2 separate regions of the Mus musculus genome follow, and region 1 is linked to region 2. The links are chromatin contacts, called in public promoter capture Hi-C maps. All regions are on one chromosome and are shown on one strand. The core of a region is the stretch at or near the end of the contact, and the rest is flanking DNA. Distances in the headings are between cores, read along the strand shown.

Region 1 (5,518 bases), core at 375-2,874, 200 kb before region 2:
AGCTCAGAATAAGCCGTCTCATTACTTCCTCCAAGGCAGCATTCTGAACTTGGGCTTACCCAAAAGTCAGAGAAGTGATCGGCAACATTCTTAAGTAGCCGGTGTCTCTCTGCCACGTGCAAGAAGTTTCAGAGCTTTAGTCCATTGTTAGAGTGGGCAGCATGGTGGCACGCAGGCAGACACAGTGCTGGAGAGGTAGCTGAGAACTCTACATGCAGATACACAGGCAGCAGGAAAAGTCAAAAACAGTTTCAACCATTTCAAGGAAAAAAATAAATGGTGCCTTTGTGTCAGGCTGATCATCCCCGACTTTCTTGATGGTCAGAGATTACTATCTACATAGAACAAGTAGTTGAAGGCAAAAACACCAAAGATTTAATATTTCTTCCAAGAACTGTATTCCAATTAAAGACTAATTGACGAACTCTCCTAATTCTTTCTGTTCGGAGAAACCCACCAAGGAAAACCAAATTACAGCTACATGAATCCCTTCCCTCAGGCTTTCCCCCCATTTTTCCATATTTCCACTTTTAACTATTTTGACCAGCATTATTATTCAAAAGAGAGCTCAAAAGCGAGGTTGAAATAGATTTCCAATGGAGAAAAATGCCCTCTACACAACAAGGAGCCTTTGCCTAACATAAATAAAGCCTCGGGTTCAACTGGCCCTACTGTAAGGAGACAGTTGTCTGAATCCACGCATCTCAAGGACAGCTTCACTATCCTGCTGACAGAAACAAACTGAGTCCGTGTTCCCAGGCCCAGGAACCAGCTCCTTTGCCCCTCATCATTTTGAGTTACTCACCAAATGTCCAGGATGAGGCCTGACCACCAAGATTCTGAGAAAAAAGCCTTGAAACCAGGTGGCCCAGGGGAGGCTTCATCACCAATGATTCCTTTACCCCTTTCCTGTGACAAGCCGCAGGAGTCATCAAAATCACATTGGCGACTCCCTTGCCCAACCCCTTATGTCAAAATACGGCTGGACAACGCTACAGCCCACTCACTCCACTCCCCTTTGCTCTGAGGTCTCATCCGAAATATGCTGTGCAATTTTCCTTCCGGGACGGGGTCTATGCTATTGTCCCTGACCGGTCAGGTTTTTCTGCTTAATTAAAATAAAGATCTTGCTTTGCTGGACTCTTGTGCCTGCTTGTGTTTTGTTTTGGGGGGACCCCCAACAGCTGAAAAAAATAAAGAAAACGAAAGAAAAACACACCGTGATCACGGAGGAAAACTACAGCAGGGCAAACGAAAGTGCAAGGGCAGAAAGACCCGCAACAGCGCTCACACACCCTCTGTCGTTCAAAACGCAGTTTGCGTTCAGCATCACCAATCTACCAGCGCTGCAAATTCTGCAGAGGTGTAAGTTCGAGGCATGGACCCACACTGAAAGGACTGGCATGAAACCCGTTTCGTAGTGAAGGGACAGAACTGGACCCTGGTCTCCTGGCAGTGTCACAGATCTGCCATCCTCGAAGCCAGGAGCCCGTGACACACTCACCATTCTCTGCTTTTGATGCATACTGTGTCCTCTCCAAGGAGCCTGAAATTAGAAGAAGTGACAGTAACCGAAGAAGAGTTGACACGACTCTTCCCGCAGCTGCACCGGCTTCAAGATGGTAGCAAGTGAGGAACCCTTCGATTATCTGCGCTTCTTATTGGACAGGGGAATAACAGCGCCGTTGATTGGTGAATAACTCCCCCTGCCTCCTACGAGCTTAATTAAAAAGAAATCAGCCTTTCTGAGTACCGCTGCAGCTAAAATCACAGTTGTCACTCATGACCCTTTTAGCTTGCTCTTCACTAGAACAAACCTGGCGCAACCTGAAGTTTTGTGGCATTTAAGGAAACATTCAGCAGGATTCTTAGTGCATGCGTTTTCCAACTACACACCCTATCCCCTAAAGAACTAATGCTACAGCTTTACAGTGGAGCCTCTAGTGTCAGTACCCCAAGGAGAAAACCCAAGACTTTTCCTTAGGAAGAGTCCCTATGTCAATCTGGGGGCATAGGGAAAAAAAGAGGACCTGACATGCAAGCTCAAGATTTGGGGAGGTTAAGCTAAAGCTTTCGCAAACCTTGTGTTTCAATATACCCGTTTTCTGCCAAGAAAATTAAAACATATCAACAATGAATTCAACTATAAATTGTCTGGAGAAAAATGGAATTGCACACCCGAAGTTTTCTACAAAGGATTCAACAGGTCTGAAAAGCAGCCTTTGGACGTCAGCCAAAAAGGTTTCTTTGCCCAAGGAAATCCTCTATATTCAGGAATGTAAAATGGTCTCAGCCTCCCAGATCAACACTGATTTTGGACCAAGAGCTTCACAGTGGATCTGTTAGGTTCGGGGAGAAGCCAAGAAAATTGATTTCAAAGACAGCAGCTTAAAATGAAAGTTTTATTCTCTGAGTACACAGAGAGGTAGCCAGCTCGGGATCTCTACTGCATACCTGAAGGGAAATAGTATAGCATATTAAAGGATGAAACCACAAGTTCAGGGGGAAGCCGGGTGGGCTGTAGCATTGTCCACTCATATTTTTTTTTAAAGATTTATTTATTACATGTAAGTACATTGTAGCTGTCTTCAGACATTCCAGAAGAGGGCGCCAGATCTCCTTACGGATGGTTGTGAGCCACCATGCGGTTGCTGGGAATTGAACTCAGGATCTTCAGAAGAGCAGTCAGTGCTCTTAACCGCTGAGCCATCTCTCCAGCCCGTCCACTCATATTTTGACACAATGGGTTGAACAAAGGAGTTTCCATTGTGGCTCTGCCCCTGACTGGGAGCAGTCAGTCAGGAAGGTGATGCACATTGGCGACTGGGCCTTATCTGGGGCCACCCAGTTTCAATGTCCTTGAAATCCTGGACATTTGGCCTGTAACTCAAAATGATAAGGGTGCAAAGGGGTGGGCAAGCTGCATGTAATCAGTTAGGTCATGACAGGCAATCAGTGTATAGATTTATGGCGTGTGTACCTTAGTTTCCTTAACAGGCAACTTCTTTTTTTTTTTTTTTTTTTATATATTCTTTACTGGTTATCAGACAAGCAAGAAGCATGTGAAACAACAGAATCAGAGTTGGTTCCTGGGCCTGGGAACATGAACTCAGTTTGACCCAACCAGTAAGATGGAGAAGTTGTCCTTAAGACTACTGGACTCAGACAACTGTCTCCTTACAGGTCATAATGAGCCAGAGACACCGAACATTCACTCTGGAAGCTCTCCATGTCTTCCACTACTTTCTCTACCAGGAGACTGACCTTCCAATGCCTTAATAGTCACAAGGGGGAAAGTGTCATCCACACTCAAGTTATGGGTTTTGCCTTTGGTTTAGATTTTTCAAGACAGGGTTTTTATATGCAGCCTTGCCTGTCATGGAACTCACTTTGTAGACCAGGCTGGCTCGAACTCAGAGATCTGCCTGCCTCTGCCTCCCAAGTGCTGGGATTAAAGGCATGTGCTACCACTGCGTAGGTTAGGCCTGATTTTAGTGGAAATGCTTTGAGTTTCTAAAAGTTTAGGATGATGTTGACTGTGTGCTTGCTGTAAATTGCTTTGATCATATTGAGGTATGTCCCTTAAATCTCTCGTCTCTCCAGAAATTTTATCATTGAGTTTTGAATTGTATCAAACTCCTTTTGTGCACCTAATAAGGTAATCATGTGGGCTTTGTCTTTCGGTCTGTTTGTGTTGGAATGCCTTTGTGGGTTTACATATCTGTAAACCATCTCTGAGATGAAGCCAACTCAATCATGGTGAACAATCTATTTGATGAATTTTTAAATTAAGCTTACAAAACCTTATTGAAAAAATGCATCTGTATTCATAAGGGATATTGATCTGCAATTTTTAATCGGATCTTTGTGCAGTGTTGTTATCAGGGAAACAGTAGCTTCACAAAAAATATTAGGAAATGTTCCTTCAGTTTCTATTTTGTAGAGTAATTTGGGGAGTACCACTGTTAGCTTTTCTTTGAAAGAATAGTAGAATTTCTCACTGCATCCATCCAGCCCTGAGCCTTTCTTGGTTGTGAGATGTTTAATTACAGCTTCTATCTTACTACTTACTATCTTACTAAAGGCCTGTGGGTGGGGCCTAAAGTCGGTGGGCGGGGCCTAAAGGCCTGGGGGGGGGCCTAAAGGCCTGGGGGGGGGGGTAAATTGCAGCAGCCTACAAAATGGAAAAATACATCCATCAGAAGGTATGTGTATAGACTATATAAAGAACTAAAAAACAAACAGTAACAACAATAAAAAACCAACCCTGAACATCAAGAAAACAAATAACTTAATTAAAAATAATATACAGAACTGCACAGGGTGGTCTCATAAAATGAAAATCAAATGGCTCAAAACAACTAAAAGAAATATTCTTAGCCTTCAGAGAAATACAAATTAAAACCACTTTAGGACTTCATCTTGCCACAGTCAAAATGGCAACTGAATAATATTGAATTGTGTAAACATATTACAAAATGGCAAAATGGCAATCAATAAAACAAATGTCAGCACATGGTAGCAAAGATGTGGGGAAATGGAATATATATTCATTGCTGGTAGGCATGCAAACTTGTGCAGTCACCATGTAAATCAGCATTGAGTTTTTTCAGGAAGCTGAGACTCAATCTATCCCAATATCCAGTTATGCCATTCTTGAACATATATGCATAGGATTCTATATTTTCTACAGAGATAATTGCTCATCCCTGCTCATTGCTGTTGTATTGATAATAGCCATAAACTGGAAATAGCCCAGATGTCAAATAACTCATGAATTAATAATGAAAATGTAATATGTTTACACAATTCAATATTATTCAGTTGATAAAAAAATTATAATCCTTCCAGCCCACACCTCCACATACAATCGAGGATCCGCATGCCACTTACCTGCCTCTAGGGGAGCTGTGCTAACAGGAGACACACAGGTGAGACACCCACGCCCCAACACCCCCAACCCAGACTTCAGCAAGCCCAGCACCCATTAGATCTGCCCCACCCTGCGAGAACTTTGTCTACCTTCCACCCCACATCACCACCTGCAATCAAGAATGTGCAAGGCCTGCAACTATCTGAGACAACCAGTCCCAGAGGCTTATCCAGGCCAACCAACACCAAAAACAACCAGATGGCGAAAGACAAGTGCAAGAACATAATCAACAGAAGACAATAATATATTCAGAACCCAGCTCTCCTACTACAGGAGCCCTGGATATCCTAACACACCTGAAGAGCAAGACCATGTCCTTAAATCTCACCTCACAAAGATGATAGAGGCCTTTAAAGAATAAATAAATAAATAAATAAATCTCTTAAAGAAAAAGAAAACACAATCAAACAGGTAGAAGCCTTAAAGAGTAAACAAATACACCCCTTAAAGAAATACAGGAAAATACAATCAAACAACTCAAGGAAATGAATAAAACAGTCCAAGACCTAAAAATGGAAATGAAAAACCTAGGAAAGAGAACAGGAGCTTCAGACATAAGCATCATCAACAGAGTATAAGAGACGG
Region 2 (5,186 bases), core at 1,201-3,700:
TGGATTTCATTGTCTAAGATGTCATCTAATTCACTTGAATTGGAGGTCACTACTGTGGAATTAGTAATTTTTGGTAGAATTGTGTTTTCTTTTCTTTTCTTTCTTTCTTTCTTTCTTTCTTTTTTTTTTTTTGAGACAGGGTTTCTCTATATAACCCTGGCTGTCCCGGAACTCACTTTGTAGACCAGGCTGGCCTTGAACTCAGAAATCTGCCTGCCTCTGCCTCCCGAGTGCTGGGATTAAAGGCATGTGCCACCACGTCCGGCTGCGTTTTCTTGATTTGAATGTTTATTATAGTTTTCCAATAAAGCTTCTTTATTTGAGGTTAAATCACCGGTTATTGTTGTTGTTGTTTTTTAAATCATATTGCTCTTTGAAATGGAACTGATTGCAATTTTCAGGTTGTAGTAGGGATGAAGTTTTGGTTAATTCTGCTGCATAATGTTTGGCCCACCAGGTTAACAGGGAAATAGTGTCTGTAATAGTCACTATCCACAGCTAGGCTCATTGTAAAGTGCATTTAAACCCACAAAGTACCATGCCTCAAATACCAATCACTTTAGAAAATAGAGGAACAGTATGACTCTGTTTTGAACAAGTGTATCAACAACATTAGTTACGAGTAGAAAGGAAAAGAAACATAAAGGTGGTCCTGAAGTAGGAGGCATTGAGCTGAGGCGGGTGCAAAGAAGAATCTGAAAGGGGACCAATGATGATGTCCTAGCAGTGTAGACACAGAGATGTCAAGTATACGCGCACCGAACGTTGAAGTAAGTCAATTTGAAGTTGGCTGAATGTCCTGGGCAGGAGAAACCACACTGGAGATGGAGTCCAAGGACTGACTCAGTTCTTCCCGTGTTGATGACAAACAGTAGGCAAGGAAAAAGTAACTACAAGGGGACAGTAGTGACATGAGGGTGCAGAGGAGGGAAGCTTGTTTAAAAGTACAGAATTGCAAGCAGATAACCTAAAGCCGTCCCAGCCATTAGCAGCAGGCTGAGACCAGAGACCCTGAAAACCAGGCCAGCCTGTGTTCCTTGGGGAAATCTCTGAAAGGGAAAATAATACAGAAACGATAGGGAAAGGAACTAGAGAGAAAAGAGGTAAAAATGGAAAGCAGAGAAGGACACAGTCTGCTAATTTGTCAGTAAATATTAAATATTTTTTATAAATGTGAAGAAGAGAGAACTGGGTGGGAGTCTGAAGAGTTGGGGGCTGGAACGCTGGCTTCGTGGTTTAGAGTGCATATTGTTTTTGTAAAGTACCCAAATTCTGTACCAGGACCCACGTTCTGCAGTTTATAAGTCCATCTCCGCGGATTCAGTGCCCTCTTCTGGCCTCCATGGGCATCTGTTCTTGCGTGACATGCACACAGACACACAAACATATTTTTAAAAAAATAATAAATTCTTAAACAAAATCTGTAAATGCCATCTAGTCATCTTGCTGGCTGCGCCTCAAGTCTTTTTAGCTTTCCTATTTTCGCTCCTGTCTTCTAAAATATCACTTAAAATACCTGTCTGCAGGTTCCCTGACATTGTTCCAAGCTTGCACCTTCTTCACCTTCTTCACAGCAGGAATCTATTATCTGTCTACTGCTTCCCACCCCCACCCCCCCACCCCCGGCCTCTTATAACGCTTTCAGCACCCAGAGCAGGCTTACAATTCCAATCTTCTCTCTTCAAGGCTTCCTTTCTGATTTCTACCATTCCTCTGTGAACTTAGTTCTACCTCCGCAGTCAGGCTGGTTCTCCTGATTGCAGGAATGTCTGCCCTGGAAGTCATCTGTGGAGTATTCCAGGTTTATGTGTTCAGAGTCCTGGAGCTCCGCTGCGACCTGCGCAAACTTCCACTTACTGAAGAATCTTTGGAATGCTTCGAATCTTAAGAATGGTTCTGTGTCCTTCCATTCCCAAAATGTTTTGCTCTAGAAGTGACTTTGTGAGGGCAATAGTGGCGAGGTGGGTTCAAGAGAGAATTTGAAAAGAGTAAGCAGAATGGGTAAATCCCCAGCCACAGAGACCTTGGTGACAACCATCGATCACAAAATGAGAGAGAATATTAGAAGCGCAGCCAAATAGGCATAATTCACATCATTCTTTTCAATGCCATTTCTCACTCACGCAAATAGAATTTAGCCGACATCTTTGCTTTGTTAAAGAATAGACTTCTACGTATGTTTAAATCCATGTAAAATATAAAGTATTCATCCCCTTCACACGTAACGCCAGAAGTAGAGTTTGGGAATCCCACCTCCAGTTTAGACCCCAAGTATCAAGCCTTACGTTCGGATTAGAGGTTTGGCGCCACAGTACACTCGAGAGGATGCTTTTTCTGTCATTTAAGCATTGGGAGGCGTGCACGTGACTCACTGGCCAGTAAGAAAAGTTGCTTGGCTGCATAAACTGTCCAATGAGATTTTCAGATGTTGAGAGAGGGCGGGCACAGAAGCGGAGGATGCCACTTCCCGTCCAGCCATTTTAGGCGTTTGTGTCTTCTGTGGAGAGAGACCCGCAGGTTGTTTTCCCCAGTGTCTGTGTTCCATCCACTTACTGCAAGAGCTGCCGGAGAACAGCAGGACACCCGGTGATTGGAAATGGTACGTGCGGCCAGGCGTCCCGGCTGCGGGGAGGGCGCCGCTAGAAGCGGAGGCGGCAGTGGGGACGCGGCCTTCCAGGGCAGCTGAGTCTGCATCTCATCTGCTCTGCTGGGCCGCGCTGCCCGGGTCCCTCTGGGTGGAGCTGGGCCATCAGGCAGAGCTGCGGTCCTGTCCTTTGCTAAGAGCTCAGTGCTGCGGCCATGGCCTCCCTAGGCATCCGGGCACCCGCAGCGACGCGGCTCCGCAGCCTGGGCGGTGGCGGCAGCGTCGCGGTGAGACACGGGACCCTGGAATTCGTGTGTGTGTGTGTGTGTGTGTGTGTGTGTTGGGGGGCAGGGAAGCCGCAGGGTGTGGTGACCTTGTGTCCTGGGCGTGTTGTCATAAACAGGGGGGACAAGTTTGTGTGTTTCCAATGCCAGAATTTATCGAATAATTAATAATTCACAAGTCATGTGTATTTCGTTAATAATTAATCCAGTAGTCCCGATTTTGCTAACCAGCCATTGGCAATCAACGCGTTTTTATATAACAATCTAATTGCTAACGTTAACTGGAAGATCACACATGAACATTTCACACAAAAACATACAAAATGTGCAGATCACAGAATGACTAAGAGCCAAAGTGGTTGAGTTTAGAGTCTGTCCTGAAGTAGGAGGCATTGAGCTGAGGCGGGTGCAAAGAAGAATCTGAAAGGGGACCAATGATGATGTCCTAGCAGTGTAGACACAGAGATGTCAAGTATACGCGCACCGAACGTTGAAGTAAGTCAATTTGAAGTTGGCTGAATGTCCTGGGCAGGAGAAACCGCACTGGAGATGGAGTCCAAAGGACTGACTCAGTTCTTCCCTGTGGGTAAGTGTGACAGTTGCCTGCCATCCTTTGGGCTTGGGGATGCTCCTTCGTAGTGCCAGGTGAGGGGATTATATGTTGTATACTTTGTGTGGTGTTTCTAATACAATTTGGTATATTTTTAGTTGTTGATATTGTCAGTTTGTCCCTCCTAGTTTTCTAGGAGATAGTGGGCCTTTTTTTTTTTTTTTTTTTTTTGCTTGCGTAAACAAGTTGTACTGCCCTTCCTTTTTCGGGGGAGGGGCTTTGAGTAACTAGTCCAGGTTGTTATTTAATAAAATGGAGTCATTCTAGGCTTGACGTTGTTGGAAAGCAGATATTCCCTACGGTATCACTGAGTGGTCTGCCCTGGCTTCCTCACTCTTGTCACTCACAGATTCAAGGGGAAGCTGTCTTTAAATTCCATGACCTGTGCCTGTAAGTCAGTGAATCTTAGCATTTCTACCTTCTTCTGCTCTTCCTAAACTCACTGGATAGGCGTAGCCATACACATGCGTGCGGCTGGAGTCTGGCTCTGTCATAACGGCTGCTGCCTTCAGATCTTTCTACACATTGACTTTTGTTTTTATATTTTATTTTTTAGTTGTTGTGTATATGTGTGGTGTGTGTGTGTGTGTGTGTGTGTGTGTGTGTTTCCTGCATGCTCCAGCTTGCATGTTTAGAGGTCAGAGAAAGAAGAATGCAGTGACTAATCTCTCCTTTACATGGGTTCCCAGGATTGAACTCAGGACATTATACTTCTGCAGCCAAATGTCTTCACCTGCTGAGTCATTTTTCCGTTCCCTACACATTATTTTAAAAGGCAGAGCCCTGATAGAGGTAGGCCTTACTGGATGTGAGCGCAATCTTGGGTTAGAAAACCCTAAATGTTAGGTTATAAAGTGCCCAATGGTTACCCTGAACAGGGCCTTCCTAACTCTTAGGGAAGACAGGAGTACGCAAGTATACACAGTAGTTACCAGAAGGCCCTAGAGCCTGGAGTGGTTTATTAAGGTGGCATACACTCTCAGTTTTTTCCTTATATAAGCTGGCTGCTTTGTCTAGGCCATCACCAGCTCCTGGCATCCACCTGGAATATACATTATATATATACATTACACACATACACACATATATACATTATATATATATATATATATATATATACACACACATTTTATTTTATATGGACTCAGTGGGGTGGTACCCCACTCATCTTGTTACTGTGAGTGGCTGCAGAGAGAATAGAATGTTAGAATCCAGCAAACGCTTAGGAAGTAACATGTCTAGCGCCTTCCCCCTCACAGATACTGACAACCACCTTACTAAGAGATTGTCAGAATTGCTAGCTAATAGACTTCCAGGTGCCAGGATTTTCCACCCAGAGAAGTCAGTTTACATTAGTGGGTACTAGTGGCCACACCCCCTTCTCCCCACCCTCTTCACTCCCCTGCCTCCTGCCAGGTAACCTGAGAGCCTGCTCCTAGTCTGGCTCCTGCTCTGAAACTAATTCCATCCCCAGGAAGCTGTAAGAGCACCTCTTCCAGGCAGATCCACATTCATTCCGTTCTTTAGAACTAAGGCCACTGCTGCCTGCCTGCCTGCTTCACAGAATCTCAGTCTCAGAACATTTCAGACATCTTACAGAATAAGGGCCGAGATAATGATCACCTGGGAAACAGACCAAGACTCTTTCTGTGTGCATCTTGTGTTTTGTCTTAATCCTTTCTCGTTTCTATTATTACTGGGGTGTTTT

The links. Capture Hi-C pulls out chosen DNA fragments and counts their contacts.
Region 1: a contact with region 2 is called in a promoter capture Hi-C map of liver. The contact joins the promoter of Zfp952 here to the promoter of Zfp871 in region 2. A contact is called at or near these places in 11 of 39 promoter capture datasets (the 3T3-L1 cell line, the C10 cell line, the HPC-7 cell line and 5 more), 7 of 484 Hi-C or Micro-C datasets (all in embryonic stem cells), 7 of 115 datasets of contacts at active chromatin or transcription factors (bone marrow-derived macrophages, effector CD8 T cells, embryonic stem cells and 1 more) and 4 of 9 other capture datasets (adipose tissue, embryonic stem cells, liver and 1 more).

What each region holds. Positions count from the first base shown.
Region 1 is chr17:32,989,245-32,994,762 of GRCm38.p6, reverse strand. It overlaps Zfp952 (zinc finger protein 952), which reads right to left and starts at 1,624. Exons shown (of 4, transcript NM_001045559.1): 1 at 1,505-1,624. The coding sequence starts at 1,525.
Region 2 is chr17:32,785,551-32,790,736 of GRCm38.p6, reverse strand. It overlaps Zfp871 (zinc finger protein 871), which reads left to right and starts at 2,450. Exons shown (of 4, transcript NM_172458.3): 1 at 2,450-2,599. The coding sequence starts at 2,597. It overlaps Gm17115 (predicted gene 17115), which reads right to left and starts at 2,343. Exons shown (of 2, transcript NR_168031.1): 1 at 1,664-2,343; 2 at 298-1,350.